Linked DNA regions of Lactuca sativa: region 2 is linked to region 1. Evidence: chromatin contacts called from public Hi-C data. All regions are on one chromosome and are shown on one strand. The core of a region is the stretch at or near the end of the contact, and the rest is flanking DNA. Distances in the headings are between cores, read along the strand shown. Region 1 holds the start of LOC111906684. Region 2 holds the start of LOC111906685 (protein EXORDIUM-like 2).

The links. A called contact is a pair of places that touch in the nucleus more often than the background predicts.
Region 2: a contact with region 1 is called in a Hi-C map of seed, with 4 times the contacts expected there. The contact joins the promoter of LOC111906685 here to the promoter of LOC111906684 in region 1. A contact is called at or near these places in 2 of 4 Hi-C or Micro-C datasets (leaf and seed).

What each region holds. Positions count from the first base shown.
Region 1 is chr9:107,950,885-107,957,515 of Lsat_Salinas_v11, forward strand. LOC111906684 reads left to right here and starts at 3,305. Exons shown (of 9, transcript XM_052767308.1): 1 at 3,305-3,498; 2 at 3,900-4,029; 3 at 4,135-4,208; 4 at 4,302-4,403. The coding sequence starts at 4,165. It overlaps LOC111906683, which reads left to right. Exons shown (of 5, transcript XM_023902456.3): 4 at 137-586; 5 at 667-964. The coding sequence ends at 827.
Region 2 is chr9:108,179,410-108,186,040 of Lsat_Salinas_v11, forward strand. LOC111906685 (protein EXORDIUM-like 2) reads left to right here and starts at 4,111. Exons shown (of 1, transcript XM_023902459.2): 1 at 4,111-5,339. The coding sequence starts at 4,256. The coding sequence ends at 5,182.

The DNA of each region.
Region 1 (6,631 bases), core at 2,055-4,554:
TAGTTTTTACCAACAAAAAAAACAAGGTTAGGTTTTTCGCCAACTTCATGTGTAAAACTTTCGACTTTTTTAGTATTTGCTCATGTTACTAATTACTTTTTATTACAAAATATAAGCCATTTTGTTGTGTCAATAGATGATGAGGGAAATAGGACAAGTTTTCACGAGAAGCAGATGAAATGGGGTTTTGAGAAACTAATATCTTTAGAGCATTTTAAGGATAGTAACAAAGGGTACATTTTCAACGATTCATGTATCTTTGGAGCTGAGGTTTTTTCAGTTCCCGAGTATACCCTGAAAGACAGATGCTTATCCATGATAAAGCCTCCAGCAACTACGAACACTTTCACATGGATTGTTGATAAATTTTCTTCTATAAAAGACGATTGCTTGCATTCTGAGGTGTTCAAAGTTGGAAAAATCAAGTGGACTTTATCACTCTTTCCAAAAGGAAGAGGTGCAGGAGTAGGGACAAATTTGTCATGTTTTTTAAAAGTACATGAAGCTAAGTCATTTCCTGATGATTGGATAGTTTATGCAAGATTTGAACTTCGGATTAAAAACAAAAGTGGTTATGCTGCAAAAGGTGAAATACTTAATGATCATGTTGATTATTTTATGTAACTCTGAGTTCTTGATGATTTGTATTTCTATAATTGCTTGTAGACACTGGGCATTGGTTTTGTGAAGAGGAAGATGATTGGGGGTTTTCATGTTTCATATTGTTGAGTGAACTTCGTGACATGAGTAAGGGGTTTTTGAAGAATGATAGGCTTATTTTTGAAGCAAAGATTTCAGTTGTTGGAATGCTAAAAAATTTCATCTGAAGCATGTGTTTAATTAATGCTGTTTTTTGGCAACATATGTTGATAAATATTTTTTTTTGTATAGACCTATGGTTTTTGATGTTTGGGATTATGGATGAATGTGGTGTTCATTTGGTAATGGAATGTTCTTATTGGAAGCTTTTATCTTGTATGTGTCGAGTTCACGTTAAGTTATTAATATTGTGATAACGGAAAAATGGAAAATATTTCGGGGTGTGTGAGAGAATGGAAAATATTTTTTAGGGTGTGGTTTATATTTTAGGTGGGTTATAAAAAAGTAGTCTAATAAAACTTTGCTATCAGTAAATAGAAAACAAAACAAAAAAAAATTCATCCCCTCTTTGGTTCATATCATTAGTGAATTCACATCCAATAAAATAGGGATGTAATTAAAAGATAATCTCAATAATTAAAGTTGAAATTTGGTTATAGATAATTAATAAGCGAAAGAGAAGGATAAATATCAAAATACCCTTAGAGTAAATTACACGAACGGTCCTTATTGTTTGGAGTAATTTGCATGTTTGGTTCTTAACTTACTTTTTAATTCGGAAGGTTCCTACTATTTGTTTTTGTTGTGCGTTTGGTCCTTGTCTTATCTAAAAAGACTATTTTGCACATGATTTTTTAATTTATTTAAATAAGCATACCCTCAACCCCACTTCATCTCACCTTACATACCTCATCTTATTTAAATAAGTTTAAAAAAATCAAGGGCAAAATAGTATTTTTTTTTAAAAAAATATAGGGACCAAACGTGCAACAAAAACAAACTATAGAGACTTTCCGAGTTAAAAAAAAACAAAACTGCAAAATGGTCCCCGTGGTATTCAGTTTTTTGGGGTTTTTATCCAAACTACGATTTTTTTGGCTTTGTGGTCCTTTTGGATTAGTTTGTATGTGAAAATAGTCCCTCCGAAAATTGAAATAACTATAATACCCTTGGGGTATTTATTTTTCATTTTTCTTTCATTTTTTTAATTTAATATTAATTAATTTATTTTAATAATTAAAAAATAAAAAATCATTCTCTCTCTCTCTCTCTCTCTCTCTCTCTCTCTCTTTCTCTCTCTCTGAATCAAGATGGTATCATCTTCTTCATGACCACTTCTTCAAAACAAAACTTATATCAGCTCCTCACCGGTCACCGTCCCTCCTTCCAGCCACCACAAATCATCGATCAAAACCCGATCAGAAATCAAAATAACTCCACTTCTTCTTGTTTCATTGCCTCCGGTAGAAAATCCACCGAACCTCAATCTACCACAACTAAACCTCCACTCTACTATCAGATCGTCGTTGGATCTACCCCCTACCAACAGATCGCCTCTTCACCCTTTCCTCTCGACGAAAAATGCTCCCACCTCCACATTTTACTCGGCCTATTTCTACTATCTACCATTGCAAAACCCCAATACCCTTTACACATCATGTTTCTATATTCTCTATGTACCACCGATGAAGACGTCTTGCTAGAGAAGATCAATATTGCCAATCGTCGGAGCTCTCAGGAAGGAGGAACTAGTTGGGGGGATTTAACCCAGATGTTTCAGGTAAATCAAATGTCCCAGATGCGGGAAGGAGGTAAATCGTTTCCTCCGCCACCCACCCAGATGCATCATTGATTTTTTTTTGTAGGATTTGGTTTTGATTTGTGGTTAAATTGAAATGTAAAGTTTTCATGTATATATTTGAGTTGAGTATCAGTAAGGATGATTTCTTGATCCACCGAAAAACAAGTTACTGTGATGATGTCATATTGGTGGTGGTCAGATTTGATGGTGACGAAGGCTATGGTGGTGTTAGTATGCGATGGTGAGATTGAAGTTTGTATGTATTTTAATTTTAGAGATTGCAGGGAAAAAGACAACGATATATATATATATATATATATATATATATATATATATATATATATATATATATATATATATATATATATATATAGAGAGAGAGAGAGAGAGAGAGAGAGAGAGATGGTGGGTCATTTTTTTTATTTTTTAATTGGTAAAATAAATAAATTAATATTAAATTTTTAAAAAATGAAAGAAAAATGAAAATTAAATACCCCAATGGTATTATAGTCATTTCAATTTTCGGAGGGACTATTTTCACATACAAATTAGTCCAAAAGGACCACAAAGCCAAAAAAGTCGTGGTTTGGACTAAAACCTAAAAAAAAATGCATGCCACACGGACCATTTTTACAATTTTGTCTTAAAAAAATAAGTTAGGAACAAAATAATGAAAATATGCAAATTACCCGAAACCATAGGGACCATTCGTGTAATTTACTCATACCTTATGTGCTTGCACATGTGATGAAACGAGAATGGATGAAACGGGCGTGTGTGACTTCTTTGGGAAAACACCAAAAGTAGGGATCAATATTGCAACTTTTGGTAAAGCTTAAGGACAACTCTGTAAATTACTCTAAATAAAATTTTCGAACTTAACAATTATTTGGATTTAATTGCAAGTCGTTATCACATCAAGTCAATGACTCTGCTTCCCCGGCACACCGGCACACAGACGTCGGAGCAATAATGGCGGCGTCGGTGGTAGCCGCATTGAAGACGCTGTTCAGCCTATTGGCTTGTGTGATGTTCGCCACGCTTCTTTGGGCAATCGCCATGGATGGCCTCGCTTCTTGCGTAGACCTTCGCGCAAGGTAAGTTACAAGCTTAAATTACAGATTTGTGTATCGAGATTACTGGTTGAAGTCTGATGCCTGTTTTCCCCATACCTTGTGTTTCGATTGAAAACAAATGTGAAGTGTTTCATCTAATCATCTGTATTTTGAACAGACGGAATTTCCGAGTGATTTGGGTATTTGAGACTTATGTAGAATGCTCCATTGTTGCTAATTTTTACTCATCACATCATAATTTATATCGATTGCTCTGTCTGTTCCGAAATTAATCCAATTTTCAGGGATAAAGTTTTTGAAACGAAAGTCGCATCAATTGTAATTTACAAAGAATACTTTTCGATTGGTCTGTTGTTGATGGATCGATGCTTGGATCCACAAATCGTTCAAATTTGATGAGTTTATTATCAAATGTATGTTAGAGAGTTTGAAGATTGAAGTTTAATTAGGGATGATTTTACCCATAATCAAATCCCAAACAATTTCCTATTTAATTGAAGGTGGTTGTTTGTGGCGTACATAAACTTTTACATAAATGTTGCTGTTATAGGGGTAAGAAATTCATATCAGCTACAAGGAATTTAATCATTTATGCTTAACTTGATTACTTGTTGAATTCATATGTGATTTTTATACTTGTATTCTACTATTCTTTAGATTTGGTTTGTTTACAAGGAAGCAAGCTGGATGAGGGCAGTTGTTTTGATACTTTTAGAAATTGTGTTTGGAAGGTAATCTTCTTGCTTTTAAAAAATACATTTTGAAATTTGTAAATATCAAAATATCAAAACTCAAAAGATATAAAATTATTTTTCCTTGTGCAGCATTATTACATCTGGATATATCGTTATACAGTTATTCAAGTTGTCACATGAAGAATCTTCAAAGGATCCATTATATTTTGTGTTGGTAAAACATGAAAAAAGGTCGGCATTATTTTTCTTATAACTTTTTAGGTTTTAACTAGGATTTTATCCATCGCGCGTTGCGGCGACAGTAATGCATTTGAGAAGCAGTAGAAAATATGTTGTTAGGTGTTGAATAGAACTTAGTAAGAGTTAAGTTGGCAAACCACAAAAGTCAGGGGTCAACGCCATACCAAACAAATATAATAAAAACTGTATTACATACATACCAACGCATACACAAATTTAGAAAGTCGTAGGCGTTGTAACTGTATGGTAATCAAATTGTATATGTTATAGGAGATAAAACAAAACTTTAGAAAATAAAATAGTGAAATTGATATTTTTCAAAGTTCAAAATGGGATGAAAATGACATTTTAAAAAGTAGAGGGTTGAAATGCTATTTTACAAAGTATAAACATAGACAAAGTCGAATTATACCGACATGTATACAAAAAAAACAAGTATTTTTTTTTTTAAATCAACGAACGAAAGTTCTAAATTTACGTCGAAACGTTGACCACCTCTATTTTATATCAATGCAGAAAGTTTAGAAAGTCGAATGAGTAGTAACTGTAGGAAAATAAGATTGTTTTTATTACGGACAATAAAACAAAAACTTAGAAAATGAAAGGGGTGAAATTGATATTTTTCAATGTTCAATTACCAAATAAAAATTATACTTTAAAAAGTAGAGGGTTGTAAAATGTCATTTTATAAAGTATATGAATGATAGCAATAGAAAACTAGTAGAGGGACTTAAATTGCCAAAAACTATAAATTGAAAATCAAACAAGTGAGGACTCAAAATGGAAATAAAAAAGAGTAGAAGGAATGAAAAAGGCAAAAGAGGCGACACCCACATTGGTATTTAGAATAGATATAACGAGCTTTACTATGTTTATTATTATTTTTTTTGTTTTTTTTTTAGATTTTCTTAATCTTAAGAAATATATATATATATATATATATATATATATATATATATATATATATATATATATATATATATATATATATATATATATATATATATATATATATATATATAGGACGGTTCACTTGAGATTAAAAAAAAAGTAGAGATCTTGAGATTAAACCCCAGCCACATATTTCACATTTGCTGCTGTAATGCTCCAGTGTACCAGCAGCAACGATGTATGCCTAATCATAAATGATTATATGGCAGAGAGGTATAATCATACAAGATTATACATGTTTATATGTATATGCATAATCATAAATGATTATACATATATGTCTGTTCACAGATTGAGTAATCATAAATGATTATTACAATTAGTCGCAAAAGAGGTGGTGGTGACAGAGGTGGAGGTGGTATAAGTAATGGAGGTGACAATGGTGGGGTCGACTGGTGTCAGAGGTGGTGGTAGTGGTGGTGGCGGTGGCGGTTACGGTGGTGGGGATGGTGGCGGAGGAGAAAAGAACGGGTGACACTGTGTAATCATTTATGATTACACCAGACCTGCTGCGCCGGTACACCGAATGGTTAGAGCGGCAGATGTGAAATACGTGGCTGAGGTTGAATCTCGAGATCTCTCTCTCTCTCTCTCTCTCTCTCTCTCTCTCTCTCTATATATATATATATATATATATATATATATATATATATATATATATATATATATTTTAAAAGTTATATATTATATTTACATATAATCAAAAATGGTTAATCTCATAAAAAAAACATTACAATTAAACATCAAATTTATTTTTTGTCTAAAAATTTCCTTGTATTTTTCATTTTTTCCATAAAAGCCCTCAAGTTTGTATTTTTTTCTAAAGAAAACCCTCAACTTTTTAGTTTTTTCTCGAAAAACCCTTACATTTTACAATTTTTTTTTGGAAAAAATAACTAAAAGGGCCAAATAGGAAAATATGAAAAAAATACAAGGTATTTTTCAGACAAAAAATAAATTTTAGGTTTAATCCGAAAAACACAAAATATAAGCTCTTTTATGAGATTAATGCTAAAAAAATTTCATACGATTTCTTTCTATTACTACATGTCAACCAAACAAGATCAAAAAAAGATTCATTAAATTGTACATTCCTTTCTTTATATCATTCTATCTAACCAAACAGACCCGAAGGATCTAATTGGAATTGGAATTTGAGATTCCATTCTATGATATGTTTGGTTGCTAAATGGACAAAATTCATTTCCGTTAAAATCCTTCAAATTCCATGTTTCATAGATCTTACCATTCCTATACGATATTGAAAG
Region 2 (6,631 bases), core at 2,861-5,360, 230 kb after region 1:
CTCACTGTACTTTCGGGTCGAAGGTGTCAAGGCTAGCCCATTGGATTATGATCCTAGTTTATCTTATGTTGGTATGTTGTAGTGATCTGTTATGTTTTCATCCTGATAAATAGGATGATGTTATGCTTAGTGATTTGTAAGATCTGTTTGATTGTTTATTGACTAGTTATATGTATGCTTATATGTTATGTATATGGCGACATGGTTTATGTGTGGTTGGGTTGAGGCTAACTAGTATAGACTGAAGGCCAAGAGACCCAGGGCGTCCCAAATAGACTGCAAGCATGAGGGGCTTACCAGTCAGGCTGAAGGCTCGGAGAACGTTCTAGATAGGCTGAAAGCCCGGTGAGGCGTACCAGTCATGATGAAGGTTCTGTGAGTGTACCAGATAGACTGTAGGCCGGTGGGGCATTCCAGTCAGGCTGAAGGCTTTATACGCATGTTTTTGTATTATCCTTATGTTATGTGTTGGTACTTCTAGGGAACTCACTAAGCGTTGGCTTACAGTTTTGGGTTATGTTTCAGCTACTTCGGATGATCGCGGGAAGGCGAAAGTGTGACTGTACACATCCTCATGTTTTTAACTTATGATTTTAGGAGACTCTAATGTTGAACATGTTTTGAAAACTATGACAGTAAAAAATTTGTGAGATTGGTTGGTTTTAAAAACTATAAATTTCTTGTGATTTCTATGAGCGTTACAGGTTTCACGTTGTGACTAGTCCTTGGTCACGTCATGAGAGTCCACCAGGTCATTCCAACAATTCGCTCCATGCTTAGACAACTCAGTCATGGATTCTTACTAGACGGACCTCACAATGTAGGAATCACAAAGCCACGTTGTGAGTTCCATGAGCTCAACGATTTACGAGGTTTATCGTTGTCATGTCGTAAGACCTTATATCTCACATCTTGACTTCAGTATGGAGCTAAAAGTCAAGGTCTTAAGTCCTTATTCCGTTAAGCCATTGAATCCATCTTATCCAGAAGCTAAAGGGGGGCCCGAAGGTCCATAAAAATGCTTGCTTTATGGGTATGCTTGCACCATGCATGACCCAACCCATTCTAGGTCAAAAAGTGGACAATATACATCAAACTCTCATGCTTGGCTCTTATACCTCACCAACTTCCATATTTTGACAATATGATGATCAAGGAACCCTTAGAATCCATAAAGTTGCTAACTCTATGGATTTACTTCACTTAATCATGCTTAACATGAAGAAATATGGAAAAAAAATCCTAGATCTATCCATAATCTGCAATAACATTTGAACCTTTTATACTTACAAAGGTCCAACAACAAGAAGAGATGATGATGATGATGATGATGATGATGATGATGATGATGATGATGATGATGATGATGATGATGATACTTTGCCCACTCCACCACTAGAGAACTTCTATCCTCTTCTTTTCTCCTTCTTCAAGCTAGAAAATGCACCAAAAATGACTAAGGGCTTCAAGAATGATTGATATCAGGGTTTCTGGAGGTTTAGGGATTGTTTGTTTGGTATGAATGGAGTGGAATTAAAGGGTAAAGGATTCCTATTCCCTTGAATTCGTGTGTTTGGTTCATCTTTAAGTGAAGAAAAAGAAATCCTAAATGAAATATTTTTCCTTCAAATGAAGGAAAGTTCATTCCTTCACCATCGTAATGGAATTAATTCCTTCATAACATTAAAAGTAGCAGATTACGATTTTCCTTTACTAAATATTGCCATACACTTCGTCAAGTAAACCTAGACATCATCTCATTCTCGTTCAGCCGACAACCACTCCATTGCGTCTTCTCCACTTCGTCACAGGGTTGTTCAACGAGCTTCATTACAGGTAATATATATGCCTTTATCTCTATCTCTTTTATATATTCGAACCACACAACCCCTTTTGAAGTCGACCCCAAACAGAGCTACCGTGACATCGCTGGAGGGTTTTTTTCTTCAATCGCTATTGTGACCTATCTAATATCATGATATAAAAATTTGAAAAAAAAAATCCTTTTCTTTCTCTTCAATAGTTTTCTTAGTTGAACTTGATCTATAGTGGATGTGATTTCAAGATGCTTTTTGTTGTAAAGAATCGAGTCTTTTTTGGTTTCGAATGGATCTGAACCATACTTACATAATTACTAATGAGATAGTGAGAAGTGATCGAATTCTCACTTTGTTCTTGCTCTTGATCGTAATTGATTGGTTAATATGCATAATTGGATTATTTGACATAACAAAAAGTAGTATGATGTTTACCCTTACCAGAAGTACCCCTTTTTGTAAATCTTCCAAGTTTATCATAGTTTAAATACTGATTTAAGGAGTTCTTGATCATACACACTTATTTATCTAATGCATTGTATCAAGTATGGTTGCTAATAACATTTTTCTAAATCGATAGAACATAAATTTTGTTTTGGTTTCATTTTCTTAAGTGAAAAGAATTGTTGTACATGATATCAGAATATATATATATATATATATATATATATATATATATATATATATATATATATATATATATATATATATATATATATAAACACTGTGAAGAAGGTGATAGCTTGTAAGTTATATTTTCTTTTTTAACTTGTATGTAAAGATCCATTTCCTGCCAACCAAACAAGATTTGGAATCGGATTCAAATTCCTTATAGATTCATTTTCCAATTCCAATTTCAGTTCCTTCAGCAACAGTCTACGAACCAAACAACACCTTAGAGTGTGAGGGAGGCCGAGGGCGGATAATTCTAGCCCTCTCATTCTATTAAATACCGAAAAATTAGGGTTTTGGTCATCAAACCACTCTTACGTCGTGAGCAACAAGGGCTCATGTCGTGAGATTCAAGGAATGCGGGTCGACATGTCAACCTTGGCTAACGACGTGAGGGGCATTGCTCACATCATGACTTCACCCAAATATTGAATAAAGCTCGAAATCGTGCACCTTAAAACTGAATGTTACAAAACCACCTCAGATCTGTAAACAAGAAGACGAAAAAGTGGCGGTCGTTTGTAGATCGTCTCCGGTAACATCATAGCTCGCCACCCTAGCTTCGAGTTGCCCACATTTTCAGATCTATGTTGCCCTTTTTCTCATATTCACGCCGCCCATCATTGAGGTTTGCAGATCGATTCGTAAACACCATCCATCTTCTCTAGTAGTGTCATCATCACCTAACTTCATCATCACCTCGAGATAGATCGACAGATGTACAAAGGGTTTCAACATCCGATAAGGTTTTCTAAGGGTGATGACATTCCAGGATGGAACCGATGATAAGGGTTTCAATATGTGGTAGCGTTCCACCGGAGACCAAGAGTTTTCTAACGGTGATGACGTTCCAGGAAGAGACCGGTAGGTGGTAGTGGTTCAGATCTACATTGCCGAAGGTGGTTTTTGGTGGTCTGGCAAAAAAGGAGTCTCAGGTGGTGACTAGGATAGGCTGACGTGCGGTGGTGGTCCGACAGACAACGATGGTCATGAGAGGGAGAGAGAGAGAGAGAGAGATTATGATGATGATGTTAGTGTTTCAAGAGGCATATGGGTGGAGTAGGATGGACTTGTATATTTTTTTATTTAATTTTAAATAAGAAATACAATAAAATTATAAAAGAAATAGAAAAAGAAATTAATAAGGGAGTTCAAAACATATTGGATCAAAATCGCAACAAAATAAAAAGTTTAGGCCTCTGATGCTAGACCAAACTTTTTTGAACCAAAGTGGTAATTTTTAACTAACCATAAAAGACCCTTTATTAAATTGTGTCTTTATTTTATGAATTTACTAATTTCAAGTTATCTATGTATTTTTTTTCTAAATGTCTAAGACCTTGAGCCGCCTGTTGAATTGTAATTTGTTTAGTTTGGATTTTAATTTAATTTCCACTATTTAAATTTATATTTTAAAAACCAAAAAAGATATTGAGTAATTTGATTGGATTTCCAAACACCCTAATTTTATCGTTCAAAAAAATTTTAAACCAATTAAATAACAAAAATTAAACTATCAACGATTTGAATATTGCAATAAATAAATATCAAACAGAATACACTCCATCATAGCTAGAGGCAGCTAGAGTAAATGTATCCCCTAAAACCTCCCGTGTACATTTAATCAACTAAGCGTTAGAACTTAAAAACAACGCGGATACCTCTTTCTCAACATGCGTCCCACTTACAAAATACAAACATCCCTTCTATTATAATGAATATAAATACTCCCTCTCATACCTTTCTCTCATTCAAAAACAACCACCATGGCTTCAACTTTGCTTTCAAATTTCACATTCTTAGCCTCGTTTCTCATAATCATCTCAACCCTAATCAACCCATCCTCCGCCACCATCCCCCGCCGTCTCGCCGTCGTCCAAACACCACCCACAGTCCTCACTTACCACAAAGGCTCCGTCCTCTACGGCAACATCACCGTTAACCTCCTCTGGTACGGCAAATTTTCACCCGCACAGAAGTCCATCATCATCGACTTTCTCAAATCTCTCAACAACCACCTCCCGCCACCTCCTTCCGCCGCTTCATGGTGGCAGACCACCCGTAGATACAAAGGCGGGAAAAGGAGCATACACGTCGGGAAACAACTCGTTGATGAAAAATACTCCCTTGGGAAATTGCTTAAAGAATCCAATCTCATTTCTTTGGCTTCTAAAGCTAAAGGCTTTAACGTCATCAGCCTGGTGCTCACGGCGGCCGACGTCGGAGTGGCGGGGTTCTGCATGAACCGCTGCGGGACTCACGGGACTACTCGGGTGAACAAAGGACATAATTTCGCATACGGGTGGGTGGGTAACTCGGCAACTCAGTGTCCGGGTCAATGTGCCTGGCCTTTTGCTCAGCCGATGTTTGGCCCAAAAATGCCATCGTTGGTGGCGCCCAACGGCGACGTTGGCGTCGACGGCATGATAATCAACCTGGCGGCGGTTCTAGCGGGGACGGTGACGAATCCGTTTGACGGCGGGTACTTCCAGGGTCCGGCTACTGCTCCATTGGAGGCGGTTACTGCTTGTACTGGTATATTCGGGTCGGGTGCTTTTCCCGGGTACCCGGGAACAGTTTTAACGGATAAAAAGACGAAAGCTAGCTATAATGCGCAAGGCGTGAACAAGAGGAAGTATTTGTTGCCGGCTATGTGGGACCCTAAGACTTCCACGTGTAAAACACTCGTGTGAGATAAGAATTGGATAACTACGAGGATGACGTGTCATAATATGACCTGTCATTTAAAATTTAAATATATATTTGATTTATTTGGTTGATAAAGTACGTGGAGTGAAAAAATGTAAAAAAACGGTGTATTGTGTATTTATGGTTTCATTTTTACTTTCATTTCGAGATTGCAATATATTTTTTTCAGATTATATTTTAAAAATACAGTATTTACATTATGCTTGTGATAAAAGGATTTAATAGTACGCTGAAAATAATTATATCTTTTCAGGTCAAGTTTTATTAAAAAAAATATACGTTGGCATTTTATTTAAAAGAAAGGATATGATCGTCAAAACTTAAAATTATTCTTAATATGAATAAACAAAAACACCGTACGCGTAATTTTATTGTCATTACAAACTAAGGTTCTTATCGCTTTATATCAATTGCTTTTGTATAAATCCTTACAACCTAATAGTTCCTATTATTTTTATGTTCAAGAACAAATTTTATATTATTATTTATGTTTTAGATAAAACTAAATTATATATATTATTGATTGTATTCGAAAACATATTAAAATCTATATTTATTTCGATTACTTTTGTTCGATTATGTTCTTCATATGGAATAATACGATAGACTTTCCATCATTAACTAATCGTTTTTATCATAAATAACATCATTGTCGTATTAAAAAAAATGTTAGCAAAGATCAAATTTGTAGTCGTCGATTTCTCTGAAAAATCTGTATTTTGGTCTTTTACGAATGATAACAATTAATATAAAAGTTTTTCTAACATAGAAATAATAATATAAAAGTTTTTCTACATATAAGTATAGTTTTTTTTTTTTTTTTTTTTTTTTTTTTTTTTTTTTTTTTTGACTAAATTCCTTATTTCAATCCAATTAATAATGACCAAAATTCAATAAAAAAAGAATCATACTTTTATATATATATATATATATATATATATATATATATATATATATATATATATATATATATATATATATATATATATATATATATATATATATATATATATATATATATATATATATATATATATATATATATATATATATTAAAATGCATGGAAGGTTTCAACATGAAACTTTCTATGTTTATAATTTTAACACTATATTTTTATTTTTTTCTTAATTTTGCCACTAAAGTTTCAACAAACTTTTCATTTTTATAATTTTGCCATTTTATTTTTACTTTTTCATATTTTTGCCACTAAATATATTAAAGCGCATGGAAGGTTTCAACAGGAAACTTTTCATGTTTATAATTTTAACACTATATTTTTATTTTTTCTTAATTTTGCCACTAAAGTTTCAACAAACTTTTCATTTTTATAATTTTGTCACTTTATTTTTACTTCTTGATATTTTTGCCACTAAACTTTCTTTTTTACTTCTTTAAAACCTTTTTTCTTTATTCTTTTATAATTTTACCACTT